Linked DNA regions of Danio rerio: region 1 is linked to region 2. A link is a contact called in public Hi-C data. All regions are on one chromosome and are shown on one strand. Each heading gives the region's core, a stretch centred on a gene start, on an enhancer-like site or on the middle of the called end of the contact. The rest is flanking DNA. Distances are from core to core; before and after follow the strand shown.

Region 1 (4,020 bases), core at 812-3,311, 420 kb after region 2:
TAACTCTAAGAAAAGTGTCACATAACTATGGCCAGAGGGAATCTTTGCTTTTTCCGCGCAGAATTTTGTTAAAAATCTGCTGATTTATGCGGAATGATTTTGGGAGTATCATAACTAAAACTTTACATATGAAATAAAAAGTAATACCCTTTTAACTTGTATTTAATGTCTAAAATGCTAATCCAATTAGATCCACTTTATTTGGTAAACAAAGCAAGCATCTCATGTAATGTATCAACTAAAAGACAGAAAATATTACTTTACAAACAGTATTGTAAATAAACCATATAAACATTTTCATATTAGTTAATATTACTGAAATTATTTAAAAACTGAATAAATATAAATGTGTACACATTTACACAAGTAAATAAACAGAATCAATGATGGGCTAAAAATCTGCGGAATTCTACGCATGCAGATTCCATGTGGGCCTACTTATAACCTGTAACATGCAGTTAAATGTGAATTATGTATTTATCTTGGGCTAAAAAAGTAGTGTTTAGGATTGTAGTAGCCCAGGGTTAACCTGTTAGTCAGCACTCACTTTTGGGAATTTTACCTGACTTTAAGTATAGTGTGAAGAGCCCCTTTGTAAGACAATTGTACTTAGTGTGAACTGTCCCTTTAAGATTTGACAGCAAACCTCAAACGAAACATTTTCCTGTCGACGTTAGTAAATTAAAACACAGGAAACCACCAGCTAAGTTATTCAGTTTCATCCTCTTAAGCGTTTTTTTATTCTTTTGAAAAACCAGTGAACCGAGCTTGACTTATGAAAACAGGACATGGAGACGTCTGTTTAGTTTATTAAGTAAAGCTAAAAAACGCACGCCCCTTTTAAAATGAATGTTCATTCAGACAAGTGAACTATATCCACCACCGCCTTCTTAGGGCTCAACCCATAACCAAAACATCAGTGACCGCGAGCACAAATTTGCACGCTGAAATTTTGCATTACAATAAAATATCTCAGAAAAATTAAAATAAACACAAATCGACATATTAAATCCCTCACAAAATACATACCGTTCACCCGTGAGCTAAACGTATTGATCGATTTGTCGATCAACGTCTAACGTTATAACAAAAAGGAAGAAAGAAACAGCGCGTGGCTCAAAATACAGATGAACAAGCTAGCTCTAACATATCGTGATCTTATTTTAGGGATAGTTCACGTTTCTCACGCTGCCTCGATCATCTGAGCAGGCTGTTGAGTTGTAGTTATGTAAAAATGCGGCTGAATGAGCATAATAAAGGGTACTGTATCATCGGCACTTGTTCGCAGACTATTCCCTGCGGAGATAAAAATACACTGTAGTGTTAGCTATACACGCTAGCCTGCTTCACGCAGAGTAAATATATCAACTTGGCGTACACCGCACATGCCTGCACATTTTTGAAGTGCGTTCAGTTTGCAGGATTGCCAAGTAGGTACGTCCCTTTCTGACATTCACCAATTCAAAGGGCATGTGTGCAGCAAGGCGGTTTAGGAGGAGCCAGAGCCTGACAACACTGCTTTTCCTCCCGCGTCTGTCTCGAGCGGTTTGGTGTGTTAACATGGCGCTTGCCTACACTCTCTCAAAGGAGATAAACAAGAGGAGGGGAAGGCGGGCGAGGATGGATTTCTCCGATGGTCAGGGGGAGGCACAATTATTATAAAAATCACACAGAGCCCAAGCTACTCCCCCACCCCCACCAAGACAACTACAGCTAGACGAGATCAGACAAGGAGGAGTCGCCCTAGCTTTCCACGAGACAAAAATGACATTGTTGGCTTTAAGTGAACTTGTTAAATCATTCTAACGCACAACCGACGGACAGATGTAGCCTTTAAAGGCCAAAAACAATGCGTCCAACAATCACACACAAGACCAACATGCTCCCTCCACGCGAGCACGGAGATCTGAAGAGGCATTCCACGACCTCATTGCATTTTTATACAGAGAAGGCGTGGCTTCGCGGCTCGGCTCAGCCAATGGCAGGGCAGCGGCGGGGCGAAGGCGTTTCGGTCTGTTCGGAAGAGAAGTTCTCTAACAGCGCGAGCCCAGCACTGCTCAGAAAAGACAGATAGAGAATCAGGCGGCTGCAAAGGGTGGCAGTACGACCCTCTTTTGGGGGGGTCTGATTATAACAAAATATATACACACATATATGCATGCCCAGGGCCGCGAGATAGGTCATATGCCGATTGTAGCTATTTTAGACAACATCTAGACGTATATCTATACATTTTAAAAATGCCTATTTTACTTTTCCTGATAGACACGTCCGCTTCTATGAATCAGCGCACTTATTTGGGTACGACGTATCTGGACATTGCTAAAGGCGCGGTTGAGATCTTTATGAAGGTAAAGCATAATTTTACCCCGACTTTTTCAGCTTACTGTTGTACCTTGTTGGAGTTAAGGATCCCTATGACAGGATCAGATGAAATGAATGTGTATTGTTTCGTTTTCTTTAACAGCTGCGTGCCCGAGACCCGGCTAGTAGAGGCGACAGGTACATGCTAGTTACATTCGATGATCCACCATACGGCGTAAAGGTAAATGAATACTACTAAATTGTGTTTATATGTGGTTAAAGCGGAGATATTTTTTCTGACAGTGAGACTCTACTGTCCCTCTGGTTCGTAGCATCGGGTCAGGCGGCCTCCCGGTGGCGAAAACGGCTAATTTTTGTTAAAATATCCGCAGACCCGGAGCAGCGCAGCCTCTGAACATGGCGGACATTTTGCTTTTGTGTTGGGAAAGCTCTCGAGCGCTGAGATGGAGGCGGAGAGATTTATTATCCACCATGACGTAGCGCGTGACGCGTGCGCGGGCCAACTCGGCCCGGATTGGACGAGCAGCCTGCCCTCTATCTCGTGCCCTCCTCTTGCATTCTCATTGGCCACTGTAGCCAGAACGAATCAGCGCGATTTGATTTGTGCAAAAGCTATCAATAAGCAAATGAGGAGATGCTTTGCAGGGTTGCTTTGCTCTTTACGAGAGAGGGGCGCTTGTGAGTTGCCCTTGAAAGCAAGCATCAACTTCCTTCCCTCTCCACTCACAGTACATTCACCTCCCTCCCATTCATACAGTACTTTCCAAACACCTAACAGGTGAAAGCTGATTGAGTGTGTGCAGATTAGCTCACTGAGTCTTTCATTTTACTCAGATATTAGATTGTCAGAACATTAGATGCCTGATTGCTCGTTGTTCAGTCATCATTTACATATTAGGCATTAACAGATATATATGAAAGTGACACATTTTGCTCAAACATGTAATCTGGAACGATACAAGCTGAGATAAAACTGCTTCTAATACAAATACAATAGATCTAGTGCATATACCATGCAGCATAATTCAGTGATGGGGGTAATTTGCTTTTTTCATATACACAAAAAAGTTGTTTTCAAACTTTATGAGTAAGAATTACAGCTACAGGAGTATTTATGACCTGATGGTGTGGTAAACAGTCAGACATCTGTAAGAATAGTATGCAAACACATCTCTTTATTTACAACACTAAGGGAATGTCATGAGCAGATATCTTATAGTCATTCTTGCTGAATGGTTCACTTGATCATTCTGAGACACTAGGGCACGACTAGACTTGCACATAATATGTTCAGGGGCGTCATGCAAGTTTTTATGAGGGGACAACATTGACAGGTTTGGCATTTCTTCCTAAGACTGTGAGTCATGATAGCCTAGTGGTGTAATTATGTGTATAGGCTGGTTCAAATCCTGATCTACTTTTTTTTGTTGTTGTTGTTCAATAATCCATTCAAATTTGCAGCTGAGCTAAACTACAAATCACCCTGTATCTTTGAGTATAGAAAATAAAAAAAGCAGAACCGATATTTTGTTTGAGTTATGGAAACAATTATTATCAAGTAGCAGCTGTTATATATACACAGTAATGTCAGAATTATTAGCCCCACTGAATTATTAGCCCACCTGTTTATTTTTTCCCCACAATTTCAGTTTAACAGAGAAGATTTCTTCATCACATTTCTAAACATAGTTTTAA
Region 2 (4,087 bases), core at 85-2,584:
ATAGCTGTGACTTCCTGCGAACTCATGCCAAAATCAGCACTCTGGCTCATGTGATAGTGCTTAAAATTTCTTAAAGCATACTTTTATTGTGTCATGCGAGTTATCAAGTCAGTTTCATTAAATATGTTTACAATGTAGATTCAGTTTCCTGAACTACCTTGGACGAAGCCTTTCGCTGGTCAACAAAAAACTTTCTCTTTTACTTGAGGGGAAATAAGACACTGATTATATCCAAACGGTGTCCTGAGGCTAGTTCTCCCATTGAAGAGGAGCTAAAACTGCAACTTGTTACGCTCCCCGCCCCCATTGCCGCTCCTGATAAAATCACTGCATTTACATGAGCATTAGCGCTCCTGAATGACAATCACTGTCCGATGACTGACTCTCGCTTATAATGACAAAGTACGACGCTTTGGAACAAAGACAGCAGCTGGGGGTGCGAAACATTTGTAACTATAGAAATGTAATCACGAGCTGTATCCCGTTTGAAAGATGAAGAACTCCCCACTTACAATCCGAAGTGTAGTAACGTATGGAGAAAGCGACTTAAAGGGACAGCTCACACTTAAAATTTCGGTCATTCTTTCCCCTAAAAATTAAGTTGTGTAGCATAGAATGGCAGCCAACATTCTTTCTTTATATTATGCAAATAAATAGTCACTAAAGCAAACATTGGGCTATAGCCTACAGAACATACCTTACATTGAATAGTTAAAAAAGCAGTAACGTTACAGGTATAAAATAATACACAGTCTCTGAGAACTGTCTCTTAAAGTCTAATGTAATGTCTAAAGTATGTGTGTTAGTCACCTTCCTGACCTAATAAAATCCTAAAAGCAGACAGTATGAAGACCAATAAGAGTGCACAATAATTTTCAATAGAGATGTTTAAATAAATGTGCGGACACGAAATAAGCACCTTGCAAACTTTATACACTGCTTTCTGGACATACAAAGCGACATATGTAGCCAGGCCAAACTGTACGCACAGTGTATTTACATGGCTTTTTTAGTACACGGAGCCTACCAAACGAATCTGACAGGCTTAACAAGTGTACCGCATTTCGTGTAAATAAAATCAGTGTAACTCACCCTGCACTCCTTTGTTGGGAACATCGTTGACGTTGAAACCTTTGGAACTGTAGGCAGTTCTGACTTCATTGCAGTTCTTTGACTTCTGATCAGCCTGAGCCGACGCCAAAACCACCACAGACATACATACTGTAAACACAACGATCATCTTCATCGCTGACTGCTTAAGTAATGAAGCACCAAAAATGAATACAAAACAAAAGGTTCAGTCACGAAATCTCTTCGATTGGCACTTCTGGTTGCCTCATGGGGATGCGGAGTCTTTCTGTGTTTAACTTCTTTCAGACGCTCGGGTCTCGCGAGCTGGATTTTCTTGAGTAATAAAAAACCGGGCCTCCGAAAAGAACAACGAGCGAAACAATCCCGCAGTGTATACCGAATAAAAAGCGAGCAAAAGTAACAAACAGCAAATAAGTCACGACTTTATTCTCTTAGTTTCTGCTTTTTAAAAAAAAGAAGAAAAAACAACAGCAAGTCTGCGCTATGTCCAGTGCTATGCACGCGCACACGTTCAATGCTGTAAAATCAAGGCACTTCAAAGGCAGTTTCTTCTTTTGAAAAGATCCGCGAAGCAGTTCGCTGTGTAGAAGAAAAAGCGACAAAATTTGCTATCAGAAGTTTTGGGAAAGTTTTCCACCCTCTCGCGCTGAAGTGAAGTCGGGACGCAGAGTGGGAATCGAGAGTCGCTTGTGCGCGCGGCGAGATCTCAGCACAGAGTCAGGACTGCGCGAGCACGCAGCCGAGTTCCGGACAAAGAGCGAAACACACGGGGTGGAGCATGGCGCGCGCAGGAGGCTACAATATTAACATCTGTAGTCTGCCGGTAGGCTATTCATGAACATACTGTACAAATCAAACCTGAAACGTGATGATATACTAGTGACATTTCACTGGGGCTTTTGCCAATTTAACTGACGGTAAAAAGTATCAGGGTGGCTTCTTCTATATTGTTCACTATAGTGTTTATACAACGGACACTTATCTCGTAAGGCCATGGGAGAGGATATTTGAATGGCAGGACAGAGGCAGACAGACAGACAGATAGACACATAGACAGATAGATAGATGATAGATAGATAGATAGATAGATAGATAGATAGATAGATAGATAGATAGATAGATAGATAGATAGATAGATAGATAGATAGATAGATAGATAGATAGATAGATAGATAGATAGATAGATAGATAGTAGTTCTATTAAAAATGACCTTTACACTGATTATTTTGTGCAAGTGAAATTCTAGAACAGTAATCATTATGTTTAATGGGGACATCTGTCAGCAGATGAATAAAAAAAATACCAGGCAATACTCATTTTGGAAATTGACTTAGATAAAGACTATTTCTTGTACATTATGTTATTTTAACAGTTACTTAAAAATAACTGCATACTCTAACTTGAAAAGTAATTACACAACTCAGGTTACTTGCGATGCATTACCTAAACACTGTTAATAATACGTTTGAATTAAACAACATTTGTGTTCAGTAGTCTATTCAAACAACACAAATTAATTGTGGTGCTTCTAATTATCCAATAAAAAACTAGCCCTAATTGCAAACATTTTACAAAATACACATCTCATGTCAGTATAAAATGACAATTTACGCTTTAAACAAATAGAATTATATGATTAAGTTAACTTTCTTTTTTTTTTTTTTTTTTTTTTTTTTTTTAACTCTGTTTTTATTGAAATATGTTAGTCAGAGAGCCACAGCATCAGATACACAGAATCATTAGACATCAACTGATCCAATGTGGTGGTAGAATACAATTTTGCTCACGTTTTCTTTCTCTCTGAATAAAATATAGTTACATATTCATGCATTAAGGAAAAAAACAAAACAAAAAACAACAACAACAACAACAACAGTGCCGAGAATATATAAATACAAATACTCAAAGGGTACAGCAGTAGAAAATAAAATAATAATAAAATATATATATAAAAACAAAAAATAAAATAAATAAATAAAAAAAACACACTCTCCACTCATAACCAAGCCAGGGGTAGGGAAGATAAGTCAGCTATATACTTGCATACAAATACACATACATATATACATGTTTATTTATTTATTATTTTTATTTTTAAAGTGTAAGAGGAATGGTTGCCAGATAGTGTCAAATTTTTCAGTATCACCGCAAACTGTATATCTAATCTTTTCTATTTGCATAGACTGCATCAGATCATGCATCCAATGTATGTAACTGGGTGGGGAAGGATTTTTCCAGTTTAGTGTTATAAGCCTTTTAGCAATTATTAAACAAAAAGCAAGTGCATTTGATTGTGTAGATGACAAAGAAACATTTGTAGGGTTAAGTCCAAATAATGCTACTAGGGGGCATGGCTCAATATCTAAAAGAAAGCATTCAGAAATTGATTTAAAAATTGATGCCCAAAAAGTGCTTAGCGCTGGACAAAGCCAGAAAGTATGAAGAAGAGTTGCTGGAGCTTGTCGACACCGATCACAGATTGGATCAAAACCAGGGTTAATTTTAGATATTTTTGCCTTAGTCCAATATACTCTATGCAATAATTTGAATTGTATAAGGGAATGACGAGCACAAATAGAAGAGGTTTGTACACGAGACAGAGCCTTGGACCATTCCTCGTCTGTGAAAACATGATTGAGATCTGATTCCCAGCTCTGCTTTATTTTTAAAAAGGATGAGGAATCTAACTGTCTAATAAATGAAAAAATTGTTTTATAAATTTTAGAGACTGCACCTTTACAAATTTTTGTATCTAAAACCTGATCGATTTCTTGTTTGGGAGGTGCAAGGGGAAAATGGGAAAAAGTATTTCGTATAAATTCACGTGTCTGAAGATATCGAAAAAAATGAGTTTTGGGAAGGTTAAATTTTTCTGATAAATAAGAAAATGTAACAAATGTATCATCACAAAAAAGGTCATTAATGCTTACAATGCCTTTTCTAAACCATGATACAAAAGATTGGTCTGAGATAGAGGGCAGGAAAGAAGGGTTT

Evidence for each region. Hi-C and Micro-C count contacts between places; a contact is called where the count stands out from the background.
Region 1: a Hi-C map of an unstated tissue shows a contact between it and region 2, with 4 times the contacts expected there. The contact joins the promoter of ints6l here to the promoter of gpc4 in region 2. A contact is called at or near these places in 1 of 18 Hi-C or Micro-C datasets (an unstated tissue) and 1 of 4 datasets of contacts at active chromatin or transcription factors (embryo).

Annotation. Positions count from the first base shown.
Region 1 is chr14:36,074,288-36,078,307 of GRCz12tu, forward strand. ints6l (integrator complex subunit 6 like) reads left to right here and starts at 2,062. Exons shown (of 18, transcript NM_200434.2): 1 at 2,062-2,351; 2 at 2,468-2,545. The coding sequence starts at 2,241.
Region 2 is chr14:35,658,235-35,662,321 of GRCz12tu, forward strand. gpc4 (glypican 4) reads right to left here and starts at 1,335. Exons shown (of 9, transcript NM_131860.2): 1 at 1,093-1,335. The coding sequence starts at 1,246.